2 separate regions of the Anas platyrhynchos genome follow, and region 1 is linked to region 2. Evidence: chromatin contacts called from public Hi-C data. All regions are on one chromosome and are shown on one strand. Each heading gives the region's core, a stretch centred on a gene start, on an enhancer-like site or on the middle of the called end of the contact. The rest is flanking DNA. Distances are from core to core; before and after follow the strand shown.

Region 1 (5,359 bases), core at 1,742-4,241, 84 kb after region 2:
TGGAGTTTCTATGATGACGTACAAGTACCTGTAAGTAGCTTGATTTTGGCTGGCTTGTGATTGTCTGGGCCTCTTATCTGAGGAAGTGCCTCATGGGCTGTGAATGCACCTGCTGGGAAACAAGCTGTTCTTCAGAATGGAATATTGATGGGCTGGGCTGTGTGGACAGTGGCATTTCTGTCTTGGCTCCCAGTCTGTTGGCTGGTGTTTCCGACAATTCATGTGTATCTGTGTTTAGGGAGGAAAAAAGAAGCCTTCAGGGAATTCCTGTGTGTTTCAGTGAACGTAAGGGTCACTTATAAGACAATTCAAAAAGCTGTTTAGTAATACTAAAACTACACTGAGGTTTGGCCTAGATTTGAACTTGAAATTTCCCTCTGAGAACTTGTTTTTAAGTTGACATATAGATCATTACCAAATAGATAAAAACACTTTTAGCTGCTTTAGACCTGCCTACATGATTGTAAATGGAGCCTGTCAACTTTCAGTAAGGGGAGTCAGTTGCTTTTTGATACAAATGAATGCATACTGGAAAATAAGTATAGGGAATAACCAACCTTAGAGAAGATCTTCCAAGTAAACATTCAGTAAACTTGGATCATGATGTGGATCTTAGGAATAGAAATCAGGTGTGGGTTCCCCAGAGCAGCCACACTGTGTCAGTACACAGAGGGATAATAGTTTGAAAGAACCAAAAAGGCTTTTTGCTTAACATCTGAAGATAAAATCCCTCCCTCTGTCCATCATGCCCCTGTCAGAGGTTTCTAATAACTCCTTGTAGTGAAGTGGAGCACAGGCTATGTCAGTGACAATTTAGTGGCCATACTCTTAATCCACATGTATTCTGAGTACAAATGTCATCTCACTAATACTGCACAGCATTGTAACTTTTTGGTGTTAATGCTGGTTTTCTTTCTTCTAGTCACCTCCCTCTAAAAGAAGAAAATTAGAAAAACCTCGGAAACCAATTACATTTACGGTCTTGGCTTCTACAGTCAACGAGTTATCCACCAAAGCTGCAGCTATGGGCTGGGATGCTGTAGAAGCCATTGCTGTTGTTAGAGCCTGGGTAGAGAAGATTCTTGCTGATCTGAAGGTAAAATATTAAGTATTAGATGGTAGAACAACATCTTGCTTTAAAGCATAACTCTGAAGGGATAATATGAACTTCTGCTGTCTTCTGCAATAGGTTCAGCATAAACGTGTTCCCTGTGGAAAAGATGAAGTTAGCCTGTTTGTGACTGCCATTGAAAACTCCTGGATTCATTTGAGGAGAAAGAAGCGAGAGAGAGTAAGGCAATTACGAGAACTTCCTCGAGCTTCTGAAGATGTTCTTCAAGCAATGGAAGAGGAAAAAAACGGCCAGAAAAGTGTGAGCAACAGTTCGGACTGTGAAAAACCCAAGACTGAAGACTCTGAAACAGGGTTTATGGCACCCGATGAGGATGTCCACTTGACCGCAGATGACAAGCTAACGGAAGAATCTGCTGCCAAAGAAGAACATAGTGCGCACATGGAGGAGGAGGAGACAGAAGCAAAGCAGGCAGAAACGTCATGTAACAAAGGTTCCAGTAATGCGAAGGAGGAACCTCAGCCTTCAGAGGAAGCTGGCAATCCAGCAGTTGAAAAAGGGCAGAGTCCTAAAGAAACTAGTAGATGTTTTCTTTTCAAGTGTTTAATGAATGTGAAGAAAGAAGGAAACGATGTACTAGTAGAAATGCACTGGGTTGAAGGACAGAACAGAGACTTGATGAACCAGCTGTGCACATACTTACGGAACCAAATTCTTCGACTAGTTGCTAGTTAGCCCTTTTTCCCCACTTTGGTAGAATGAGTCCTCAAATTTTGTAAACTTTGTAATGGTTTAACATTTTCAGTCAGAAAAAAAAAATAGTAAAGTGGAGATATTTTAAATATATTTTTTTAAACGTGCAAGGAGTACATGAAATATCACTTCATGTCCAATGAAATGCTGGGAAATAGTATCTCTTGTGCTTCAGTTGTAAAACAAAATGTTACAGTGCAACGTGTCTATACTGTGACCATTTCGAATATCAACAGTGCTCATTCTGGTCTTTTTTTCTGATGCAAAAGATATATATATATATATTGTTACCAAGTAGGAATCTTTACTGAAACATTTTCTTCAATCTTTTTCAAACTAATGCAGGAAATTGTTACCTGCTTTGGGAATTGCCGTCTGCAGCTGAGTCCTCAGCTGAGGGTTTAAGTATGCCTCTGTTCCCTTAATGCATTTACCTGTTGGGCTACAGAGCAGCAGGATGGATATATCCTCCAACTATCAAATCAGATAAAAAATCACTTTAGAAAAATCACTTTAGAATACATACGATGTATTTTTCTGGTGTTTGGGCTTTGAAACACTGAAGAGCTTACTGTAAGTGAGCACCGGTTTCTATAAACTTCATTCTAATGCCTAAATATTGATGTCTCTGGAGAAGTTAAATTAGTTGTACACCTTCAGAATCTGAGGAGATTATTTCTGGCTAGGTGACCTATTGAAAACATAGAAGGCAAGTCTGTTTGTGCTATCGTGTGCTTATCTTTTCAGCCTGTTTTATGCAAGGATGACAAGCCTCACAAGGTAAGCCCGTGTGCCTGTGATGCACTTGTTATTCTGAGGCAGACTGCAGTGTCCTGCTTCGTTAATTACCTCCACCTTCCCCTTGTACAACATGAGTAGCTTACACTCCTCAGTGCTGCTTAACCAAAGCTGTTACACTTCCAAAAAGAAAACCAATAGCGATTAGGATGGAGGAAAAGTAATTAAAAGGGCGTCATTGGTGTAAAAGCGGGTTAGTGTCATTGCGTCTGTAGCAATAAGGGAAGAATCTCAAGTCACACTTGCGTACAGCTCCACAAAAGTGTTTGGGGCATGCCAGGAAGAGGCAAAAGGTATCACTGGGACCGAATTTGTTTTTGTGGAACGGACGGGAAGAAAAAAAACACCTCAGGGAGCCGCGCGCTGCGGCCGCTGGGGGCAGAGGCCGCCGTTTGAATGGCGCGGCGGGAAGATGGCGGCGCCCCCGCTAACGGCGGCGGGGCGGCCGCTGCCCCCAGGGCGGGGAGGGGGGCACCGCTCAGCCCCCATGCCCCCAGCCCGGCCGTGCTGAGCCCCCCGCCCGGCCTCCAGCGCTCCCTGCACGGCAGCGGCTCTCCAGGTAGCGGCTGGGAGGGCAGCGGGGCTGCCGGCGGCGCGTTGGGCTTGTGGGCGCCCTCAGCCCTCGGGCAGGGCAGGGGGGAGCGCCCGGTGCTGCCCGGTTCTCCCTGAGGGAGGGGAAGGGAAGGGGCTGCGGCTGGGGGTGCGCTCTGGGGCCGGGGGGTGCGTTGGGGCTCCGAGGGGCTTCCTCGGCTCTGCTGCCCCGCTGGGGAGGTGAGGGGAGGCGGCTGGAGGCGGGCACGGTGCTGCTGGGTGCCTCTCAACCGCGGGTCCTGTGCTTGGCTTGGCCTCTAGGTGCTGCCACAGCACAGCGATCCGTATGGCCTGGGTGCGGGGAGGAGCGCCTGGCTGGAGTTGATTGAAGAGCACAAGAAGCTGGTGAAATGGACTAGATATAAAAACATGGCATTAAGTGTTCCTGCGTAGTGCCCTGATACCTGCAAAGGCAGGGGAGTGTGGTGGTTTTGCGTGATATCTCACCTATATGTGCAACGTTTGACACAGGTGCTCGTAACTTCATCTCACAATATTTTTATCACTCTCTAAATGATTTACATCTCCCAGCCGCTTCTGCAGTCAGGTAGCGTCTTCTCCCCAGCGTGGCTACGTGCTGCAAGATGCAGTTTTGTCAGCTCCTGTGAATGGAGCTGAGCGAGGCGATGTGCGTGTCTCCTCAGGACACCTCCAGGACTCAGTGTGTCCCCCTCACCCCAGGTTCTGCAAGGGTTTTCCTTCAGATGCGTCTAAATGCCCAGTCTTTAAATCCAGCAGTGTGTCTCATCCTCATTTTGACTTTCTTAGCATTTTTCTAGTACGTTACAGAGGTTAGTGCAGTATTGCGCTTGTATACATGGGTCTTTAAAACTTGTTTCCTAAGGCACAAGTTTTGAAACTTATGTTCAGTGCTAATCTCAAGGTATTCTTCCAACATTAGAATCATGTAATCCTTTACTCATGCTGTCTTTTTACACATAGTTCACTGTTTTTAACTTTAGGAAAGAAGCTTGAGATCCCTTTGTGCATTTTGTTTTACTCTTTTATAGGGTTACAAATCCTAATTCTGCCACGCTGGTGGCAGTCAAGGACAGACAAACCCGATCTCCTTTAAATGCCCCATGGGAAGCCTGTTCTCCTTGTGGCATGCTGTTATTCACTTCCAATAGTGCTGAATGTTTTGTTCAGTATTTGTATAGTGTTTTGATTATCACAGAGCTGAGCTATATCATCTTTTTTATGTATTTGTGCACAGGACAGTGGTCAAGTACCAGTGATTGCTAGGTTGGGGTTAACCTCAGGAAGGTTGTTGCAGTTTTTCATATGTTGAATATAAGTTCTAGATGCTACACAGTACATAGTACTACAAGCATAAGCAGGCAGTGTTTTTCTGATCTACCTTGCCCTTCCACTGTTACAACAATGGTGGAAAATTCCTTTTAGATTTTTTCTTTTGAATGTGCTGGTAGAAATCGGTACAGTAGAGCCAGTACACACACTGACTTGTTTTTCAAATAGCTTCGATGAGGTCTTTTGCAAAATGCTGCTATGGGAACTAAGTAGTCGTGGATGATAGGGGAGGCATCGCTGTGGAGCAGAAATCTGTTTTCTGTCTCAGGTGAGGAAAAGGACAAAAGGTTTGAGTTATCCTAATGATTTGGAAAAAAAAGAGAGCCAGGGATGAGGCAATATTTGTAGCCAGCACAAAGTTATCTAGAGTTATAAAGACAAGAAATAAGCAGAAAGAACTTAATTAAGCTAGAGGAACTGGCAATGTGGTAAAGATACTAATCAGTGTTGAAAAACAGAAGCGACACGTTGTACAGAGTAGCTTGAGCTGCCTGTTTGTTTTATGTTAGTTATTTTAATTCAGCTGTAAAGCAAAAAAAGAGCTTGGGCAGTTCTATAATCTGCGAGGATTACTGAAGGATCAGTAGCAATAATCTAAAAAGGAAACAGCCTGAGTAAGGATGAGATGGCAAATACTTTGTAATGCTGTTACACTAATCACCGCTGAAATTCTGCTCGAGTCTGTATTTGGTCATGGCTATTCTGTCTCAAAAGCAAATATCAGAGTGAGAGTTTGGTGAAGAAATTATTTGAATGTGGAAAACCTAATACGAGGAGAAATTGACAAGATGATATCAGGAGATAAGAAGAAGGATAAAACACTCATAGGAAATA
Region 2 (5,037 bases), core at 1,532-4,031:
CCGTGAGGTCCAAAAAGCTCAGAGAAGTGAAGGCCTCACCGGATTTACCTTGTCCCTGGTGAATGCTCTCTGTCGTTTGATGCGCTACCTCAAAGAGGTGAGAAGACTTTGAATTCCATCTGTAGAATGAAAGAAGAAGGATATAAACTTGCATCAGAGGCGTTATCTTTGGTCTTTCCTGGCTCCCAATCAATTTACTTTGAAGTCTAATTATAATTACTTATTATTTGGATTGCATGCAATTAGGAGGTAAAACTTAATTTGTTAGAAACAGATATCCCTAATGAAAAGGGAGGAATTGACTGCAATGAAAGTCTCCAAGTCACTATTTGCAGAAGGTATTAATCAAATTACTTTGAAACTTATTTTTTACGTATGTTCAGAGCGGTAGCAGCGTATTAACTACAACCTTGTTTAGAAGTTCATTTTATTTTTGGCCTCTCAAAGGTGATGCTATTGTCACTAGAAAAAGAGTACCCAAATCTTCAGTTTTCTTTGAGGAACTCCTTAGCTTTCTTCTTCTATCCATAGTAGCAACTTCACCTTAAACAAGAACGACCTAAAGTGCTTACTATAGCATTGCACAACTGCAGATCAATGGAATTTCATAAAGACAACTACCTGTAAGCTGTGGGGAAATAAATACTGTTTTAAAAAGTTTTTATTTCATCTCTAATCCAGAGGTATTCAAGATGCAGCAGTGGCTCACAGATTCATTGAGCCTTTGTGAAATTGTGAACCAGATTATGACAGTTCTTGCACTCTTAATGGATGCAGAAAAAATGTGTTGCCTAAATACCAGTGCTCTATTTCATAGTGAGGGCAATAGATTCCTAATGAACATGGAACTGTCCTCTTTTGGTTCCTTTTCAGAGTGTATAACCATTGAAAAAAATACTTTAAAAACCTGATTTGTTTTATTATTTCCTGTATGGATGCATAACAACGTATAAATCGAATATTGGGTAGTCCAGGAATATGAAAGATTTTCTTTTCAGACCTGTGTTGGAAGCAAACAATGAATGCTCAATTCAAGATTGAGAAATTACTACCATCAGAGGATGGACTTCGGCTGAGGTGTGATACTGAACTATTCCTGTTTCCAAATATGAATCTGTATTAACTACAGTAAGTTTTAAACTTTTTCTCCCTATTTAGAGTGAAATACAACTGCGTGAGAAAGAGTTGATGAGGCAACGTCATGAGGAGATGTTGAATGAGCACCGAGAACTGATTGATGCTTTGACTGCAGAAATACTTCTAGCGAGGGAAGAAAACATTACTATACAGGTACTGAGCCCCTTTCCCCAACGTGCTACTGAGTTTTGCTACAAATATGGGCTGAGATGCATTGTCCGTATGTTCAGGAAAGAAAGTGATAAAATTGAATGAGGAGTCTGAGAACAGCAGTCATGGGGTGTGGGAAAGGGGTGTTTGTAAAGTCAGCATTTTATTTTATTTTATTTTATTTTTTTAATTATGTTTAAAGCTTGACAAAATGCTAGCTCCGTGAAACTGAAAACTGAGCTTTATTATGTACAATCTAATGGTTTAAGCACCTGCCAATATTGGAGCAGCGAAGTGGAATAGATGTAATGCTACATTTTCATTTCTTCAGCTTGTGGTGGAAGTAGATTTTTTTTTTTTTTTTATTAGTTACCTTTGGCAATGAAACAGTAAACAACCTTGGAGAGGAAGTGGGATGATAAATAAAAGAAAAAATGAGATTTTTTTTTGAGGCAGGAATAGAGACATGAATAATATCTCGGTGGAATCTCACAAATACATACAGTGGTATTAAGAGGCCAAATTTATTCTCAGTGCTGCTTGTGGTGTGTAATTTTCTAATTCCTGTTTTTATGTTGCTAGAATAAAAAATATTTCTCTCTCTCTCCCATCCTTAGAAGAAACTTCAGCAATACATGATTGTAACAGATGAACAGATAACCTCTCTCACTCAAGCATTTAAAAGTCTCCCTTTGGTAGAACCTAGAAGAGAACAAAGTCCAAACCATTTTGGAACTGCAAGCAACAGTCCAGCAAATGGCCAAGGTATGCATGTGCGTGTGTGGAGAAAACTGGAATTGTGGCTACTTTATTTCTGCAGTAGAAAATCTGGTATTTAATAGATGTCTACTTGAATAAACACCTCTTGTGAACCTGAATGTCACTTCTGGAAATTCATATGCCGTGGGTTTCTGCTGTGAGCAGAAGCACTTTGCTACAGGCTTTTTTTTTTAAGTAGTATTATAGGCTGAATTCCATCCCACTGGCATTCATGTATCTGGATCTGGACTTGGAAATTATCCATAAAGACAGATCTTGGGTTTGAACTTTTTAAGTGACAAGTCTTTATTTTATTTTCCTGAAAAAGAAGGCAGAAGGAGAATAGCCTTTCCTCACAAGTGGGAGGCATCCTTCTGTTCCTTACCCTGTTAAGATGCCTTACAAAATCAGGTTAATCCTGGAACAGGTTGCCTACAGAAGTGGTGGAGTCCCTGTCCTTGGGGGTGTTTAAGGAAAGGTTGGACGTGGTGCTTAGGGACATGGTTTAGTGGGTGACATTGGTGGTAGGGGGATAGTTGGATTAGATGATCTTAGAGGTCTTTTCCAACCTTAATGGTTCTACGATTCTATGAATCCTAAGAATCTTAAAAAGTAAAATAAAATTTAACTAAAAAAAAGTAAGAAATGTCCAGCTGAAGCAGGACCCTGCCTGTCTGTTGCTGAGGCACTCTAATAGTATGAGATTGGTTCTTCCGTTAAACACTGGAGGTCGCTGCTGACCAGAAACAACAGTAGGTTAGACCTGTTAAGCAGCCAGGGGTAAGTTAACGTAGAACATCTCTGGAGAGAGGGAGGGTTGCTGAAGAAGGAGTTGGAGGGGGAAATACCATGACAAACAGCATGTGAGGAGGATGCTTTGGAAAGGTAGCTCTGCATGGTGAAGCAGGGGAAGAAGATGTGTCTCACCTCTTGCCAGGATCATTATATAAGGGGTGGAAAGTTTTAAATTCCATCTCAGTAATGTGAACCATCAACAATATCTTAAGCAAACAGCCTCTTCTGCTTGTCTCTCTGCCTTTGCAGAGTGTTTTTTGTCTCTTGTACTTTGGGATCACAAACGTTCTCCCTCATTTTCTGGTAACTTTGATTTTGGGAACAAATATCCTGAGCAAAATCATTAAGGGTGAATTCAAAGATAGCGCTAAGGGAGCAGCGTATGCAGGCATATTAAAATTACTGTGTTCTCACAGCTGGCTACAGCTTTGACTCCACACTTTTCATTTTTTGCCTCCCTGGTAATCTGTGCCTTACAAGTCACACGTCTGTGTGTCTTGTGCATGGGCTGCAAACAGCACTCTTACCAGTATGCTGCAATTGTGAGCCTGTGTATGATAGCTTTTTTTTGCTCTCCTAAGCCCAGTAAAGATTTTTTTATGTCTTAGTGAGAGTTTTGTACTGGGGTACCAGAAGGAATTTAGGATTATGTGAAGAATATATTCTATTCTGTCTTTTTAGATATCTGAACATAAGAATTGTTGTTGGCAATCTTTTCTACACTACTCTTGCTCTAAAACTATTTTTTTATTCTACTCTTGCTTTGTTTCTTTCTTTAGAAAAAGCTGATTTGAGCTGTTTTGAGCCCAGGAGCAATGAAGGCAACAGGGAAAATATGCTGAAGTTACCACAAGAAGAACTGCCTTTCAAGTTTCCTCAGAAGCCAAGTGCCTCAAGTGGTGTAGGAGCAGGTAGAAGCTTGCCGGCTCACATCTTCCAGCCAGCTGTCCTGTTGTCACCACCTCGTCAGAAGAGCAATCAGGAATCGTCTCCCCTCCAGAATGGTGAGATCTCTGGCCAAAGTAGGCTTTTACTATTTCAGTCTCTCAGGCTCAGATTTTCTTTGGAGATGTCTTTTCTATCAAAGTTTTTACATCTGAATGCCTAAACACCTTGGTCCTGTAGTTGGAATACCCTGCTTCTTCACTCAGATGTGCATTAGACTTTCTGACCCCTGCAGTTCTCCATCTGTAGTCCTCTGTCAGTGACAATCCAGACGGGCATTTTTAACTTGTACTGGCTTTGATTGTCGCTGTCTGCTGTAGCTCTTTGTCTACGACTTACAGCACATAATCTGAGCTTCCCCTCTACTGGTGGTGTAATCCAGTCTCTGTCACCTATAATGGTGGAACCACTGAAGACTGGAAATCCGGGATGACTGTAGGCTGCATACTCCTTGAGCTAATCTCCCCAGCAAAGATTTTTTTCCAAAAAAATTGGGAGCAGGTTTCCATATGGGTTTCATTTAGTAGTACACAGGAAGTGGTTGAAGAAGTTTGGGGTGAAATTACGTGGTGCCAGATTAACTCACAGTCAGGATTTGTAGGCTTTGGGAGTTTTTGAGGTTGCTGAGTGTGATGGGCCCCTGTAAAGCTGTGTTGTTGAGGGACAGATGACTGTGTCAATGACTGGTTTGGTTGCTGACAGGGAACAGCCACAGCAGTGTGGCTTTATGCCTTCTCTCCTTTTGTCCTACCCCTGTCATCTGTATTGATTTGTAACCCTTTTTAGTCAGAAAAATAACCAAAAAGTCCCTTTAATTTTTAACAACTTGCCAGAACAATTGGAAATTTATATCTAGTTCAAGCTTCTGGTAGTATGCAGTGCTGTGAAAAGACACATAATAAATAAGGAGGAAATGAACTAAAGATAGTTTTCTTCAAAGAGCATCATCTGGCTTCAGTCCCATTGAGAACTGTCAGACATCTGCCATTTGAAACAGGAACGTGAAACCATACTCGTAGACTTTGCTATAGTTAGGTATGTGAGAAATGCATTGTTATTCCTTTGAGACTGTGAAGAATGCTAAATGGCTCAACAAATACTTTTTGAGTATTTTTTTTGTAAAAAATGGTAAAATGGTTCATAAAACAGTGGATGTAGGTTTAAATTTTTGAATGTCATGCTCTGCTCCAGTGGCAAAAGCTGATGCTTGGGAAAGAATGGCTATTTGGTATGTAAAACATGGAACCCCTG

The links. A called contact is a pair of places that touch in the nucleus more often than the background predicts.
Region 1: a Hi-C map of subcutaneous adipose tissue shows a contact between it and region 2, with 1.7 times the contacts expected there. The contact joins the promoter of POLQ here to the enhancer-like site in region 2. A contact is called at or near these places in 4 of 8 Hi-C or Micro-C datasets (F1 follicle, liver, skeletal muscle and 1 more).

Annotation. Positions count from the first base shown.
Region 1 is chr1:84,155,276-84,160,634 of IASCAAS_PekinDuck_T2T, forward strand. It overlaps POLQ (DNA polymerase theta), which reads left to right and starts at 2,992. Exons shown (of 30, transcript XM_027449663.3): 1 at 2,992-3,182. The coding sequence starts at 3,020. METTL16 (methyltransferase 16, RNA N6-adenosine) reads left to right here. Exons shown (of 9, transcript XM_005014969.6): 7 at 1-30; 8 at 923-1,096; 9 at 1,190-2,538. The coding sequence ends at 1,807.
Region 2 is chr1:84,071,515-84,076,551 of IASCAAS_PekinDuck_T2T, forward strand. It overlaps SPICE1 (spindle and centriole associated protein 1), which reads left to right. Exons shown (of 17, transcript XM_027449681.3): 9 at 1-97; 10 at 1,159-1,290; 11 at 1,905-2,052; 12 at 3,621-3,845. Among named protein-coding and RNA genes, the nearest start is that of SIDT1, 10 kb to the left of the region's middle. Within about 2 kb of position 2,782, at least 1 of the 8 cell types and tissues checked has an H3K27ac peak or open chromatin away from gene starts, as enhancers often do. A contact at or near this core is called in subcutaneous adipose tissue, where this site is marked.